Regions from separate parts of the Rattus norvegicus genome. Here region 2 is linked to region 1. The links are chromatin contacts, called in public Hi-C maps. All regions are on one chromosome and are shown on one strand. The core of a region is the stretch at or near the end of the contact, and the rest is flanking DNA. Distances in the headings are between cores, read along the strand shown.

Region 1 (5,182 bases), core at 1,623-4,122:
GTTTCATTGCCCCAGTTTGATAGTATCATTGGAACTACTTACTCTAGGAAAGGGGCCACTGAGGGCTTCCGGCTTCCCTGAGAGTTTTTGACATGCCCGTCTTTTTCCCACTTAGAGAAGTGTAGATTTCTCTGGCGAGTGGACACTATCGTTGCAATAGATGAATGGATGATTGGTAGAGCAGAAGAACGTCTGTAATTCCTCTTCCTTTCTGCGCCTCTCCTTGTGCCAGCAGAGCCTGGTAGTCACTCGTGAGTCCTTTGTCTTACCGCAGCAGCACAGTTTGATGAGGAAAAGCTGGCTACCCGACGAGTCCTGCCTGTGTGCCCTCCCTGGCCATCTCCCTTGATTGTTCTTGGTCCCACTCATCTACCGAGGCCCATGTCAAATCTTCCCCCAGTGTACTGTGTGACCTCCAGTTCTTTGAGCCATTGTCTGCCTACTTCCGAGGTCTGGCTGTGTGCCCGCAGCGCAAGGGCTGGCTGTTGAAAGTTACTTGGTTTTGTCCTCGCCATTAGGCTTATCCCAGAGTGGGCGATAGGTGCTGGGTAACTGTTAATTGATGCTTTTCAAGGTACTCAGTGAAGGCCAGGACATTTGATTACTATTTGGAGATGGCACGGACCATGGAGATGTTTCAGTGAGTAGAAGAGCTGAGTCCGATTCCCAGGACCCACATGAGAGAAGAAACTGAGCTCTGCAAGTTGTTCTTTCATGCCCTGGTGTGTGCGCATGCACACATACGTATATGCACACTAAAAATGAAATGTAATTAAGAAATGAAAAGGTAGGGGCTGGAGAGATGGCTCAGTGGTTAAGAGCACTGACTGCTGTTCCAGAGGTCCTGAGTTCAATTCCCAGCAACCACATGGTGGCTCAAAACCATCTGTAATGAGATCTGATGCCCTCTTCTGGTGTGTCTGAAGACAGTGACAGTGTAGTCATAAATAAAATAAATAAATGGATCTTTTTTTTAAAAAAAAGTTGAAAAGGCTTACAGATGATGACGGAAAATCCACTCTTTTCTCTCTCTAGTTACAAGTTATTCCCCAACTGTGTCCCTTCCTTCGGGTTCCGCCATCTGCTGCCTCTCACAGACAGAGTGGACAGTTTCAATGAGGAAGTGAGGAAGCAGAGGGTGTCCCGGAACCGAGATGCCCCCGAGGGGGGCTTTGATGCTGTCCTCCAGGCTGCTGTCTGCAAGGTAAGGACACCCAAATATATGGCTTCCATTCACTCTTACATCAGAGGCTGAGCTCAGCCACCCCTCAGGGAAATCTCCAGCAATCAAGTCAGCTGGACTTGCGATGATGAGTTGAGCTTGCGTTGGGTGTGGCTGTGTGCAATGGGCTATTGCCCTTGCCAGACAGACGCTATTCAGTGTTGATGCATCAGCCCTGGAGGGAAGGCGGAGATTTCAATCAATCGGAAGTGAACTTTGACTTTGAGAGGCTCCCAACTTGGAGAAATGTATAAATGCAATGCAGAAAACAACTTACTGTTAAAATGGGTTTCTACTGTCAAGAAACCGCTACAGTAAAAGATGAACTATTCTGAGCTCATTACTGAAGCACGTGTGTCATGTACTTTTGTTCATCTTCCTGGTCCCTGTGCACGAGCTTAGCGGTTTTCAGTGAGCTCTGTGTAGAATGACCACACTGGTGATGCAGTCTTTAAAAACAATTATTTATCTTTTGAAAATGTTATACGTGGGCTGGAGAGGTGGCTCAGCGGTTAAGAGCGCTGACTGCTCTTCCAGAGGTCCCGAGTTCAAATCCCAGCAACTACAGGGTGGCTCACAACCATCTGTAATGGGATCTGATGCCCTCTTCTGGTGTGTCTGAAGACAGCTACAGTGTACTCATAAATAATAAATAAATAAATCTTAAAAAAAAAAAAAAGAAAATGTTATCCGTATAAGTTATTTCACCTGCATGTACGTAAGCACATTCACGGTTGGTGCTCCCAGAGGTCAGAAGAGGGGGCTTTGAAGTCTTTGGAACTGGAGTTATGGACAGTTGAAAGCTTTCATGTGAGTGACTGAGAATTGAACATGGGTCCTCTGCAACACCGAACCATCTCTCCAGCCTCTTAGCAATGTAGTTTAGGACACCCCCCCTCCCCCCAAGGAATCAGAGAAAGGACTGAAAGAGCTGAAGGGGCTCGAGACCCCATTTGAACAACAATGCCAAGCAACCAGAGCTTCCAGGGACTAAGCCACTACCTAAAGACTATACATGGACTGACCCTGGACTCTGACCTCATAGGTAGCAATGAATATCCTAGTAAGAGCACCAGTGGAAGGGGAAGCCCTGGGTCTGCTAAGACTGAACCCCCAGTGAACGTGATTATTGAGGGGAGGGCGGTAATGGGGGGATGGGGAGGATGGGGAGGGGAACACCTATATAGTAGGGGAGGGGTTAGGGGAATGTTGGCCTGGAAACCGGGAAAGGGGACAACATTTGAAATGTTTGAAATGTAAATAAGAAATACCCAATTTAATAAAGATGGGGAAAAAAAACTATGGGAGTTCATTAGTGGTGGAGTGGTAGGGACATTTAAATGTTGGGCAGGTCAGGGAAGCGATTAAAGCATAGCTTCAAGGCCACACACACAGACACACACACACACACACACACACACACACACACACACACACACACGCGCGCGGTGTCTGCCATTTGCTTCCTGGGTGATCAGCACTTGGGTTTCTGAATGCGGATGCAGGGTTTGTTCCAAACTCACTTCCCTCTCTAATCTGCATTTGACACTGATAAGAAAGCCACTGTTTTCCGGTCAGACCTCCGACAGAGCTGGCTAAGGGGAAGGAAAAGACACAGAAAGCATCAGGACTCTCCTTCCTGGTCCCTCTGGCTGTGTCACTGTGGAGGCCGGGATTGGGGGTGGGTGTGTGTGGTGGTGGAGATCCCCTTCAGAGTGGGAGGTCACAGTGGCTTCCCATCCGGGTGGCTGCTGGCCATTGATACATAGTCTAAATCCTGGTGGTTTTTTCAGCAGTCTGAAGGCCAAATGGAACACAGCTATAAGATGCTCGTCCCTGCACCTTCTGTGTGTCACGAAATAGTTTGTGGCTTGTACTCTTCGTCACTTCCTTTTTGACTGTCGTTCAGATATTGACTGAAGAGGCAAAGTCTTCACAGACATTCTGTCGAATTCTACATTTTGTCAGGGACAAACAATGCAGGGGGAAAAAATATGTAAGATTGCCCTTACCTCTTTATCCAGAGACTTTGGTGGATTTTCTTTGGGGGAAGTCATCTTTAAGGCTGAGATGGGAGAGAAGGTGGGAGAGAAACTCAGGTCAGGCCATGCCCAGCACCAGTAATTTTAGATGAAGACCACATTAAGTGCTGGGACCACTCGTGTCTGGTCCAGGGAGAAGCCAGAGCCACGCTTGTGCCTGTAGATTCGTCCTATGCCACCCTGAATGGGTAGAATAGTCCACCCATTCAAGTTCAGTATTACAGAGGCCTCCAGCACATGTCCTAAGCACATTGCTTGAACCTGGTGAGTTCTCATTGACAGAGAGGCACTGAATGAGCCTGTGTCAGCCTTAGGCCTGTTGTACGTTTATTTCTCCATGGTGTTGGCCACAGGAAAAGTTAATAATTGTTTAGAATTATGCAGTCTGTAAGCCGCCGATTTCTCTTTACCTTTCCCCCAGTTCTGTGCTATGGAGTTACGTTTAGACATGTGCCAAGACATTTCTTTATCATTTGAAATTGCCTAATTTTTAATAAATGTCATTTTCCCCAGCTTATTACAGACTTTCCTAATGTAGCAAAAATGTCAAGAATAGATCACAGGCCAGCTTTTGGTGAATGACTAGGCAATAATATCATATCATTAAAAATCTTAGTAACGTGAGGGCCAGGATGGCTGGGCACACCTGTAATCTCAGCAGTTAGAAGTCAGAGGCCGACAGATTTCTGTGAGTTCGAGGCCAACCTTGTCTAGAAAGCGAGTTCTGGGACAGCCAGCACTACATAAAAAGAACAAGACAAAACAAAAAAAGCCAAGCCTGGGTCCCACAAACCTGATCAATGGAAGGAGAGAGCCGCTCCCTCAGGTTGTCCTCTGACTGCCTTACGAATGCCGTGGCACGTATGCACACACATGGAAAAGAAGGAAAATACTGGAAATCAACCAAAAAACGATAGCGATATTTTTAGGGTATAGAATTATATGGTTTTTGTTTTTCTTGGTGGCTTTAAGTCTTTTATATTTGTCTAAATTTCTATAACAAATGTGTGCTATTTAACATTGAAGCACTTCAAACAGAATGGTGGAAAAAATGGAGAAATTAAACCACATGTGTCCCTTGTTTGCCATTAGTGATCCCTCATGGCCAGTCTCACTTGTGTTCACAAAGACCTGGTTCCGCTAGCTCAGATGTCATTTCCAACACCCTGGCCAGCTCCTCCTAAGGGCCAGAGTTGCCTGGATAGCCTGTCCTGCAGCGAGCACATGTCCACCTCTGCTTCAGTTGACCTTTGCTTTCCGGGGACCGGTCTGAGAACAAGTCTGACTCACAGCATCATGGGTTCTCCTTGGCCCTGGTTTCCCTGGGTCGGACTCTTCATTGTCAACTTGTGGGCCTTAGGTTGTGACCTGGCTGTCTTTAAAGTCTAGCTCTAAGGCATACTCTGTTTCTTGGAAAGGTGATCTTTGCAGAAGATCTCTTTGAGATTCTACTCAGGACGAGGACCGTGCTTTTACCAGTGATAGTGGTGTGTGTGTGTGTGTGTGTGTGTGTGTGTGTGTGTGTGTGTGTGAGAGAGAGAGGAAGGGAGGGAGAGAGGGAGGGAGGAAGGGAGAGAGGGAGGGAGGAAGGGAGAGAGGGAGAGAGGGAGAGAAAGAGATCGGAGCATTTCTTCCTACCTTGTTGTGTCAGGGTTGCTTCCTATGCTGTGCGCTCCAGGCTAACTGGCCGGCAAGCTTCCAAAAACAAGGCTTGGAAAAACGACACAAGTCTAAGTAAGGTCTACAAGAAGTTAGGCAGGTTCAAAGGAGCCAAGGGGTGATTCTGCTGCCTTCGCCTCCCATCTGGCCATAGAAGTGCCAGAATTACAGATGCATCCCCCTCCTACAGCCCCCCCCCCCATCAGGTTTTTTATGTGGGTTCTGGGTCAAATTCAGGTTTCCAGGCTTGTGCAGCTAG
Region 2 (5,182 bases), core at 1,893-4,392, 52 kb before region 1:
TGTCTTTGGAGACCTATTTTTTTTAAATATGTGTTGATGTTTTGCCTGCGTGTAAATCTATACACTCCATACATGTAGGGCCTGTGGAGGTCAGAAAAGGATGTTGGATTCCCTGGAACTGCAGTTACAGATAGTTGCTAACTGCCATGTGGGTGGCGGGAACCAAATCTGGCTCCATTGCAAGAGCAGCAAGTGGCTTAACCACTGGGCTGTCTCTCCAGCCCTTCATTCCCACTCCTTCCTTTGTTTGTCTGTTTTGTTGCTGGTTTTGTTTTTCCAGACAGGGTTTCTGCGGGTAGCCCTGGCTGTCCCGGAACTCACTCTGTTGACCAGGCTGGCCTCAGAGATCAGGCTGCCTTAGCTCCCTGAGTGCTGGGTCATATCCATGAGCACCATACATAGCATGTCTCATAGCCATCCTCTCCAAAAGAACCTTTAGAGAGAGAGAGAGAGAGAGAGAGAGAGAGAGAGAGAGAGAGAGACACTTAGTTTATTTTTATTCTAGTGCGTGGGTATTTGTCTTCATGTATGTCCCTGGGCGGTGTGCGTGCAAATGTCTGTAGAGTTCAAAAGGGGTTGTCAGAACCTCAGACAGGCATGGGCTGTCATGCGGGTGCTGGGAGTTGAACCCTGATCCTCCAGAAGAGAGGCCATTTATTTTCACCACTGAACCCCTAATTATTCTTTTAATGGTAAAAGACACATAATGTAAAATTGATCATTTTAGCCATTTTAAGTGGACCATTCTGTGCCAATATTACTATCTGTTTCTGGAACTTTCCCACTATCCCAACTTGAAACTCTATGCTCACGAATAAACTCTCATTCTCTCTTCCCACAAGCCTGTGGTAACATCTGATTTACTCTTTTCTATCGCTTTGTTGGTTCTAGTCACTTTACACAAGTAGAATGTCTGGGCATGGCAGCACACTCCTGTAATCTTAACACTCAGGAGATGCAGGCAAGAGAATCAAGAATTCAATGTCACTGTGTTCAGCTACAGAGAGTTCAAGGCCAGCTTGGGCTAGATGACTCCCCCCCCCCACCCGCATAGAATTATATAATATTTTTCCCTTTGGGTCTATTTCATGTCAGCAGGGTGTTTTAGATTTTGTAATAAGTGTCAGGATTCCTTTTGTTTTGTTTTCTCTTAATTTTGAGACAGGGTCTCTGCATAGCTCTGTCTGTTCTGGAATTTACTATGTAGACACCCCACCCCCACCCCCAGCCTCAAATTTATAAATATGCCTGTTTTTGCTGGGAATAAAGGTGAGCCACCATGCCCAGGTCCACTCCATTTTAGGATCAAATAGATCATCGTGTGTATCTGACACTTTATTTATCTGTGAGCACTCAGATGAAGGACTCGTGTGTGTGTGTGTGTGTGTGTGTGTGTGTGTAGGGGGGTACAAACCACAAGGCAGAAGTTCTGAATTCGAAAAGGTGCCTCAAACCAGCTTTGATGAAGGTTGGATTGCTCAGGGCTCATGGCTTATGGCAGGTCTGGGCAGGCTGGGGACCCAGAGAACCACCAGCTATGTCAGACAGGAGGGGGCTGGGGACCAGAGAACCACCAGAAAAGACAGGAGGCGGCTGGGGAGAATTAGGGCAAGTTGAATCACAGCTCTTTCCAGGTGCGATTTAGACAAATGGCGGTCTGTGCCAGGCGTGGGACAAAGGGGGATGTTTCTGCAGCTATGAAGTGCTCATTTTGGGGGCAGAGAAGATGGGATATTACGGGCCCTGAACTCGAAGACTGTGCGGCACAGGGAGGCTAATATTGTACTTAAAGCAGCATTCCGCCAGCTTTCAGGACTCAACTCTCCTGCTAGCTGATCCTTCCTACACATCCCTGCCAGACTAACCAACACTTCTCACTATTCAACCTTCCAGTTCAAACTCTTTGATCAGCTCCCATAGCGTAGGACCGCCACCTCTAAGCTGGGATAGGAATAGCCCCAAGGCCAATGCCCCCAAGGGCAGGTAATTCCAAGATCTACCTGGGCTGTTTCTGCAGCATGAATTCTACTGGACCATGGCTGGCAGCAAGTGTGACTTTTAAATCAAAACAAAGCCAAAGATGACAGAGTATGGTAGTTGCATATGGTTTAAGAATGAATTTTTAAGTTTACTCTGTATTGGTTCACTTTCCCCTATGCACTACACTACACTTCTGCCAGTGCCACCGAGTCAGAGTTTGGAAGGTGGGCACAACAAAGCTTGTAAGATCCAAATGCCTTAGGTAGGTTTTGCACCCACACCTCCAAGTCCTGACCTTCCAACTGGTTCCTGACCTGCATTCCTAATTTCTGAAAAACATCCTAGCAGTCCCTTCCTCCAGCGTATTAAACCTCAGTGGCTCAGTTTCCTCACCTAAACAAAGGTAGGGATGTTAGGAGTACTCGAGGGGTGAGGACAAGGACAGACAGCACTTAGCACAGTGCCTGCTCAGCAGGGTGCCCTGGGCTTCACCTGAGCTTCTAGTGTCCTCCCTTGCCCATCCCAAGCGTGGCGTCTTGAGATTGAATATGCCGGCGCCTCTGTCCCTCTCAGGCGAGGCCTGGGCTGGCATGCGCTTGTGGCGTGACGAAATGGCCTGGCAGATCCAAGCCGTATCTTCCCTCGATCCTGAAGTCATAACTGAGATTGCTTTGGTCCAAGTAATCTCTGTAGCCCTAAAGGAGCGTGTCCCGCCCCCTCCCGTAGAGGCCAAGATCCGGGAGGAGACCCTAACTAGAAGTTTCGAACCCGCGATCCCCACAAGTGCGTCAGCTGTGACAGCCACCTGGGCAGCCCAGGACCTAGGCGTGCTGGCGGGTCCCGGCGCAGGGCGGAGCTGGTCCGGCCCGGAGCTCGCCCCGCCCCGTCCCGCCTAGCCGTAAACTGACCGAGTGGCGGCCTGCGGGAGAGAGGGGAGGAGAAAGCAGAGAAGAGTTGGGGGCCGGCAGCAGAGGGAGAAGGGAAGGGGCGCCGAGAGCAGACGCGCGGGGACTCGGCGAGGGTACGTCGTAAACGGTGACTACTCCGGGTGTCCCAGCCGGCCAGCGAGGACGATGGTGGCGGCGGGGCGCGGGCCAGCCCGGCCGCGGGCGCCGTGATCCCGAGCGCAGCGCCCGGCATGCCGCTGCGGTCCCCGGCCTCGGCCCCGCTCCGTCCCCGCCGCGCGCCCCCGCCGAGCGGCGCGCACCATGCCGCGGGTGCCCGCGACCCTCTACGCCTGTCTGCTCGGGCTCTGCGCGCTCGTGCCGCGCCTCGCAGGTAAGCCGCGCCGCCCCGCAGCGCGCTCCGTAACTTTTGCTCTCCCGCGGCCGCTTGCGGGAACCGAGGGTGCAGTGCACCCCTGGGCGCTCCCAGATGGGTCGGCGGGGCGCGGGCTTCGGATCTGCGTGCACTGGCCGGTTCCCTCCCGGGCTGAGGAGGAGCCTTCCCTTCCTGTGTAAACAGCGTGCGTCTGGTGGCCGAGCCCGAGGGCGCTGGGGACTTGGGAGGGAAAGTCTCCCCGCCCGGTGCTGGGGCCCCAGCACTGCGCTCGCCTGCACAAAGCAGCCCTTGTGGCCCGCGGAGAGTGATGTGGGGGCTAAAGTACGGCGGCCGGGTCATCCCGGAGGTCTGTGGATAATGCAACTTTCTCTAAGTTTGCTCTAAACTGAAAGTTGTCGCCACTCTCCGTAAGTCCGAAGTCACGGCCCCACCTGGGACACCACCATCTGATCCTGTTCCTGTACGGTGACTCACAAACACCGCGTCCAGACTGCGGAGGGGCTGCTGGCGCTGCCTTAGCCGGATGCACCCTGGCGGTGATGCTGGAGCCCCCAGCTACCTGCGTTAAGTTTTCAGACTTGGGAAGGGCAGTTAAGTCTCTAGAGCCGTGCGGTGGTGGCGCACGCCTTTAACCCCAGCTTTCGGGGGGAGGGGCAGAGGCAGGCGGATCGAGACCAGCCTGTTCTACAGAGCAAGGTCCGACAGCTAAGGGTATACAGTGAAACCCTGTCTCAAACAAACAAACAAACAAACAAACAAACAAACAAACAACAGTCCCTACAGGAAGCTTGATAGTTGGCGCTGTAGCTGCTAGGGTCAGGAGCTTGTCCTACCTCTCTATACCTACCCACTCAAAGCAGGAGTTTCGGAACGTTCTCCTTCCCGTCGGAAGTAATTGTGTATTGATTAAGGGTGCGTCATTCACTTTCAAGCCTGGAGTATTTGTTTGCCTTTCTGAGCCCAGCGGTTGCCTGGCTGCTTTTGGGGAGACCTCTGTTCCCCTACCGCGTCTTGTTTACATGAAGGAGGTCGAGGTTTCCGTCTGAGAGCTAGGAGCGAGTTGAGGAAACAAAAATGTCGTCCCAGTCCAAACTTAATAGTGTAGCAAGGCTGCTCTTATGGAAAAATAAGTAGATCACTGGGACCCCCCACCCCCAGTCTGGCAACCAGTGTCCATCTTTCCTGTTCCAAAAGGTCCCCAGGGAAACGCAAAGAGATGTAGTTTGAATCACCACCCTCTGGAATATATCCTTGTCAGCCTACCTCACTTCTTCAGGAGAGTGTTTTAGTTTGAAGTTATACTCTTTAGAGTTTGGTGGAAATTTTTTCTTTTAAGAGAGTGTGTGTGTGTGTGTGTGTGTGTGTGTGTGTGTGTGTGTGTGTGATGGTGATGGTGTTTTTTAAATTTAAATTTTTGTCAGAATAAACACTCAGCAACCTTACCTTAGTTTCTCCTCTTCTGTTAGCATCCTGTGAGATTCAACTTTGGGATGGTTCTAGTTTCTAGCCATTTGATTCGAATGAAAACTCAAACATTTCCCATCGCAAAAATTTTATCTTTATTAGTTGAGTTTCCCGGAAACCTGTTTTTATCTTATTTATTCCCCCTCCCCCCAATTCTTCCAAGATCCATTCCCCTTCTTTACAGCCCCACTCTGTGTCCATATAAAAAGATGCATTCCGCCTGGGAACTAGGAGGGAGTTGAGGAAACAAAACTTCCTGTGGCCCTCAATTTGATCCTTCTCTGCTTAGGAATGGCTACACTCCTTGAGAAAATCCCTTCCAGCAGTCAACGGTTGTCAGCTCCATAGCTGGGTCATTATTATTATTATTATTATTGTTGTTGTTGTTGTTGTTATTATTATTAAAATGTCTCCCCACCTGGCCTGTAACTCACTATGTAGACCAGGCTGGTCTAAG

Evidence for each region. Hi-C and Micro-C count contacts between places; a contact is called where the count stands out from the background.
Region 2: a Hi-C map of liver shows a contact between it and region 1, with 2.1 times the contacts expected there. The contact joins the promoter of Itgb5 here to the enhancer-like site in region 1. A contact is called at or near these places in 7 of 12 Hi-C or Micro-C datasets (the A7r5 cell line, Schwann cells, frontal cortex and 2 more).

The regions. Positions count from the first base shown.
Region 1 is chr11:80,394,666-80,399,847 of GRCr8, reverse strand. It overlaps Itgb5 (integrin subunit beta 5), which reads left to right. Exons shown (of 15, transcript NM_147139.2): 5 at 1,036-1,204. Among named protein-coding and RNA genes, the nearest start is that of Itgb5, 52 kb to the left of the region's middle. Within about 2 kb of position 2,872, at least 2 of the 93 cell types and tissues checked have an H3K27ac peak or open chromatin away from gene starts, as enhancers often do. A contact at or near this core is called in liver, where this site is marked.
Region 2 is chr11:80,447,333-80,452,514 of GRCr8, reverse strand. It overlaps Itgb5 (integrin subunit beta 5), which reads left to right and starts at 3,142. Exons shown (of 15, transcript NM_147139.2): 1 at 3,142-3,258. The coding sequence starts at 3,189.